Linked DNA regions of Mus musculus: region 2 is linked to region 1. Evidence: chromatin contacts called from public Hi-C data. All regions are on one chromosome and are shown on one strand. Each heading gives the region's core, a stretch centred on a gene start, on an enhancer-like site or on the middle of the called end of the contact. The rest is flanking DNA. Distances are from core to core; before and after follow the strand shown. Region 1 has its middle 14 kb from the start of Gm31775. Region 2 overlaps Zmiz1os1 (a long non-coding RNA gene).

Evidence for each region. Hi-C and Micro-C count contacts between places; a contact is called where the count stands out from the background.
Region 2: a contact with region 1 is called in a Hi-C map of the N1E-115 cell line, with 6 times the contacts expected there. The contact joins two enhancer-like sites. A contact is called at or near these places in 3 of 484 Hi-C or Micro-C datasets (3T3-L1-derived adipocytes, the N1E-115 cell line and embryonic fibroblasts) and 4 of 115 datasets of contacts at active chromatin or transcription factors (astrocytes, forebrain, oligodendrocyte precursor cells and 1 more).

Annotation. Positions count from the first base shown.
Region 1 is chr14:24,649,532-24,652,484 of GRCm38.p6, reverse strand. No RefSeq gene overlaps it. Among named protein-coding and RNA genes, the nearest start is that of Gm31775, 14 kb to the left of the region's middle. Within about 2 kb of position 1,409, at least 29 of the 459 cell types and tissues checked have an H3K27ac peak or open chromatin away from gene starts, as enhancers often do. A contact at or near this core is called in the N1E-115 cell line, where this site is marked.
Region 2 is chr14:25,302,978-25,305,937 of GRCm38.p6, reverse strand. All of the region lies in intron 2 of Zmiz1os1 (a long non-coding RNA gene), which reads left to right. It overlaps LOC115486423 (a long non-coding RNA gene), which reads left to right. Exons shown (of 2, transcript XR_001781198.1): 2 at 1-2,317. Among named protein-coding and RNA genes, the nearest start is that of Gm41113, 75 kb to the left of the region's middle. Within about 2 kb of position 1,272, at least 107 of the 459 cell types and tissues checked have an H3K27ac peak or open chromatin away from gene starts, as enhancers often do. A contact at or near this core is called in the N1E-115 cell line, where this site is marked.

The DNA.
Region 1 (2,953 bases), core at 160-2,659:
TGCCAGCCTTGCCATGGCTTTGTCTTTCAGATGCTCTCCCTCACTGCAGCTCTCAAAAGAAACGACGACAGCATAGAAGCAGGGAAGAGTGCCAGTTTGGGAGGCCATCAGGGCTGATCATTTTAGGAGAATTCTTCTTCAGTTTCATCACTCAGGAGCTTTTGAGGAAATTAAGTCTAGATCAGGCAATGGAACTACATGCTGGCTTTAACCAACCCATTGCACTTTCTTGGATGAGAAGGATCCTCAGCTTGACAAAAGTATAATTGATTAGTGATGTCTGCCATAGGAGCAAGTGGGGGTGAAAGAGACCTGTGTGCTGCTCTATCTTCTTGATTACTGATGCCTTGGAGGCTACTGACTTGACTCCTTGAGTCCACAGTAAACTCCAACCCATGCTGTGCTGGGGTTTTCACTCAATCACAAGAGCCACCCACGCTCATCTCTACCCTTTCTACATTCAGTGACATCTTACTGATGTCTTGGAGTTGGCAATAGTGAAAGTGTTTACGTGGGAGTTGCTTTTGTTGTTGGTGGTGGTGGTTTGTTTTGTTTTGTTTTGTTTTTTTGAGACAGGGTTTCTCTGTGTAGCCCTGGCTAAAGTGTGTTTTCTAAAGTAACATTTCAACAGTTAGCAGCTTGTCACTGGTTCTACCCCTCTCACAGCAGGCAAGGGCTGTAGTGGATGGGAACTCCAAGATATCCCTTCAGTCTTGGTTCTGGGGCAATTGTTAAACCCTAGAGACCACCAGTGCCTACAGACACTATAATCCAGACTCAAAGCTCTAACACCTTTCTCACACAACCTGTATCATTGCTCATCCATCTGGGTACTGCTCAAACCCTCTTCCTCCAGGAAGCTTTCCCAGCTTGCTTTCATTCCTAGAGCTCTCCTTGAACTCTCCTTGCACCTTCCATGTTTGCTGCCCCAGAGGGGAAGACTGTCTGCCCAAGAGTCTCAAGTTAAGGCCTCTGTCTCCTCCTTCAGCACCCGTGGTCAAGGCCTCATGCAGGTTTAGCCATGATACAGACCTAGATGATGTCATCTAAGCCATTTTCTGCCTGAAATGACCATTTCCACCACCCACAACCCTTCAACTTCCTGGGTGGGGAAAGTGGAGCTAGACAGCATGCTCACCCAAGAGCCAAGGTGTCTTGACTCCTGTGGCAGACCCATAGCAGAGATTCAGTGAAGATCAAAGAGCTCCTAGTAGCACAGACTTAGGGTTCCAACATTCGAGGGCTGCACCATCTCCAGCATATCCGTCTGTCTTTCCTTTCAGCTCACCACTGGCTACCTCAACTAGGCCAGGTTCTGGGGCTGGCCTCCTGCCCCTAGGATTGGCCAAGACCAAACGCCAGCCGGCTCCTCCCAGCTCTCTCCTGCCGCTGCTTAACATGCACACGAGAGCTGGAAGCCGTGCGTATAGATTTCTCTTTGTCTTTGGTGGTAATTATTAGCTGTCTCGGCGGGTGAATGCAGGCAGAAACAAAGGCAGCCAGGGTTGTAAAACCTTTTATCTCGATCAAGCCACATTATTTGATAAGGTGCTAAGCTAATAGCAACGCATGTCAAATTGTGTTTAGACAGATCGAGGGGCTGGTGCGGAGGGTATATTTGTCTCCGGAAACCTGCTCCTGGAAGGATGAAGGGAAAGGCACAGAGATATCCACATCCCTGTGCAGAGCGCAAACAGCCCGGCCTCAGGCTTGAGAGAGTGGCTCCCTGCAAACCTAGATCTGAGAGGGGAGACAGGTGGTTCCTGGGGTACTCATTCCTACTCATGATTACCTCAGGGCTTTGCACAGAGCCCCATGGATCCCATGGGGGTCACTGTAGAGATAGGGCTCAAGTCCAGGCTCCCCTAGCCAGTTATTGATGTATTAATTTATTTATTAAGGCCTGTGTGTGCCACCTGTCCTATGGGCGACACTGACTTTTACAATCACTGTCCATAGGAGGCAGCACAGACCAGACAAAATTAGCTTTGCAATGGAGCCCGCAAGGATAGAAGCCCAGGAAGGCTTTGAGGACAGGGTGGGCTTCCATCAGGCCTTGAAGAATAAGAACCTGGAAAGAAACAGCCTCCTAGCAAGCTGCAGAAGCCCCTCTGTGAGCCTGCAGAGAGTGTCCATCTGTCACTCTGGGTTCTGCTCAGTGCCTCCTCCAGGCTGCTTTTCTGGGTAACTTCCAAGACCCCCAAAGCATACTCATAACTGGTCCCTCTGTGTCCCCTGTGGGCTGCAAGGTGGCATTGAGCCCAGATAAGAAGGGAAGATCTGGATACCAGGAATGTTCATTAAAAGCTTAGAAAAGGGGACTCACTCTGGAGCACTGGGTCTGTGTCTAGAACTCATGCAAGGAAATGACAAAGGTTACACATGGGGCTAGGGAGACAGCTGTGTGTAAAGTAGTCACTGCACAGCATATGACCTGCGTTTGATACCCTGTACCAAGTAAAAACAGTATGCCAGCTATCATGGCACACACTTGGAATCTCAGCACTGCAGAAACAGGCTGACTCTTAGGGCTCACTGAGCAGCTGAGCTAGTTCAGGCACTGGCCTGGCAAGCAACAGGGCAGTGAGAAACTTTTCTCCATAAATAAGGTGGATGGCGCCTAAGGAACTGCACTGAAGTTGACTTCTGGCTTTCATGTACATGCACATGAGTGTGAATACACACACACACAAGAATGTCCTCCATGGGAATGTGCAGCATATTCATATTGAATCATTAAAATGGACCATTGTGGGCCAATGTGTTGGCTCTGTGGGTAAAGATGCTTACCACCAAGACTGATGACAGAAATTTGATACATGGGACACATATGATAGAGAAAAAAAACCAACTCCTGTCCTCTAACCTCCGCATGCATGCAAAAGTGTGCACACATGCACACATTAGTATAGTTTTCAAACAAAATGACCACTGATTGGTTCTGAGCCCTGGG
Region 2 (2,960 bases), core at 23-2,522, 650 kb before region 1:
CAGTAGTTGAGGGAGTGTGCTGGTGAAGATGGTGATGGTGGTGGTGTTGACAGCAATGGCAATGACAAAGTGATGATGTTGACCGTGATATTTGTGTGTTTGTGGTGATGGTATCGACGGTGTTGATGATGATTATGGTGATGGTAGTAGTCTTGGTGGTGGTAATGGTGATGGGTCATGGTGGTAATGTTTGTAATATTGGTGGCGATGTTTATGGTCTTGGTGGTGACAATGATGATAGTGGCTTTTTTTTTTTAAGTTGGCAGTGATGCTGATGATTATGGTGATGATAGTGGTGGTTGTGGTGCTGCTGTTGATGGTGGTGACAGCGATGGTGAAGGCTGTGGTTGTGGTAATGTTGGCAGTAGTGAATCCTGACCAGGAGAGAATCTAGAAGGTGCAGAAGAGCTGATGTAATGGTATTTGATGACAGGAGCCATTTGCATTAGGGGAGGTGTGAGGTGATGGCTTTGGATGTTCTTATAGCCTATCGGATATCTAGGTGGTGTCCAGTGGACAGTGAGTACTGGGATCTGGAATTTAGCCAGACAAAGATGAGAGCGGTAGAGAATACACCTGCTTTGGGCATGAGATGCCCGAGAGAGGGCACAGAGGGACAGAACCAGAGCCAGGGTCTCTGTGGCTTCCTGATGTTCAGAAGGGTTTCCGAGTCTCCAGGCTTCCTAGGCTCTGCCCAGGGGCTGGAATCCAGGCTTCTCTGCTTGCCTCTCACCAGTGTCACACTCAGTGTTTTTATTCCTCGCCAGGTTCTCAGGAGGATGACATTTGAAAAGGGAGCTCTGTGCTAAAAAAAAAAAAAATCTCTTTCTAACCCAGGTGAAGGAATTGCCATCCTGTGGGGTTAAGAGAAGGGCCTGGGTGACCCCTTGTGACAGCTGGTCCAGGCTGGAATCAATCTGGAGCTCTGCAAAGGGATCGTGGTGTGTGGAGCAGCCTGCGAATAGGGATCTCTTTATAAGGAGGCTCCCTTCTCCCTTAACAAGCCCAGCGAGTCTGCAGTGGGTCTGGTGGAGGGGGTTGCAGCAGAGACGGTGGCAGGGCTTGAGGAGGTGCCTGATTACAAGTCCTCTAAAACCTGGGCTATGGCTCCAGCCAGATGTCGTCCCAGTGAGCACGTGGCCCTGCTGTGGCCCCAGTTTGGCTGCCGATGACTGCCTGGCCTTTCCTGCCCTCTCCTGCCACAGGCCCTCACACCAGGCCGGAATGTCCTCAGGAAGCGGCATCTCGCTCTGCAGAGGGAGCTTTGCTTCTGGACTCCTGGCTGCAGCTCCAGCCAGGATGTTTTGCAATGAGCCTGGGGAAGCGTCCATTCCGGGAAGATCAGGGAGTGGACGGTGCTTGCCAGCAGGGGTCTGGGTGAGAGGGCAGCCACTGCCTGCTGGGCTGGGGTGGGACAGCCCATTCCTCAGGCCCTGTGGGACCTTGGCCTCTAAGCTGTTTATCTGTCTGTCTGCCTGTCCATCTGGATTAGAGGGGCTGGCTTGCTCACTTCAGTTCCCCAAAGGGCTCCCAACTGCAGGGCAGCTTGAGCCTTCTTTCGCTTTATTTCATCTTGGAATGTTTTTGAATATGACTCAAAAGCGATTACAAATTGAAAAGGTACGCCTGCTTCCAGCCACACTGCCCCTGCCCAGGATCCTGGGCCCCAGGAGTAAACTCCCTCAAGTCCCTTTTGTAGTTTGTTGTCTAGTGTTCTGTTTGCAAACAGAAGTGGCTGCTCCTACCCCAGAGGAATCATGCTATGTGCGATGCTTAGGGCTTTGTTCTCCAAAGGGCCACATGACTGTCTGCACAGGACTCCAGCAGGGGTCATCAAGCGCCATGTGGATCCCTCACATAGGACTGTCTGTATTTGCTTTGGAGGAACATGCTGGAGGTGCAAGGCTCTCTACTTTCTTAAGAGCCAGTCCCTTCTCTGGTCTAACCTGTTCCTCCTACTTTCTCATGTAGCCACATTGACAGGAGAAGACCCCGAGGAAGCATGCCCAAGGGAAAACTGTAAATGACAAAGCCGAGGACTTCAATTCAGGTGGACTGGGATTCGACTCTTTCCTCTTTGTCTGTTGTACTGTTGGGAACTTTAGACCTATGGAGTCTTCTATTTTTAGGAGCCAGACCTTCGAAAATTGGAGAGGGCCAGCCAGTATGTCAAGATCTCACGGCTGCCCTTCCCTCTTGTCCTGACACCTGAGCTCTCCTGTGTGTGAAGGATTTCCGCATGCCCAGAAGACAGCTTCAAGCTTCCAGAGCCAGGCACACTTATAGAAGAAAGGAATAAAACCATTTTACAGATGTGTATGCCGAGGCAGCTGAAAGCAATTGCTGACTTGGGTCATGGTTTAAGTCAGGGTGGGTTCTGGGCCCCTGGCCCTCACATGTCCCTACCCAGCATCCTCTTTACCTGCTCTTCCCCCATAGTGTCACTTTGTGCTTTGTCCCTGAAGGCTTTTACCTGTCTTCTCCACTTTTCTCAGCCTTGTTTACCTGACGGTTCCTTTCCTTGGTCTTCACTGGCTAAGGTCAGCCTCTGGTGTGTATGTATGTGTGTGTGTGTGTGCACATGTGTGTGTGCATGTGTGTATGTATGTAAGTGGGTGTGTATGTGTGAGTGTGTGTGTACATGTGTGAGTGTGTTATATGTGCGAGTGTATGTGTATGTGTGGGTATGTATATGTGAGTGTGTGTATGCATTCTGTGAGTGTATATGTAAGTGTGAGTATGTGTAAATGATTATGTGTGTATATATGGGTGGGTATGTATATGTGTGAGTATGTATACGTATGTGACTTTATATGTGTGTGTATGTGTGAATGAGTGTGTGTATGTGTGTGTGTTAACTGAAGCATGATCTTGGTGGTATATTATCCATGTTCCTTCAGAGTTATGTGTCTAGAATTCCACATGCCCTGTTAGGCTATCAATTCTTTTGAGGAAAAAAG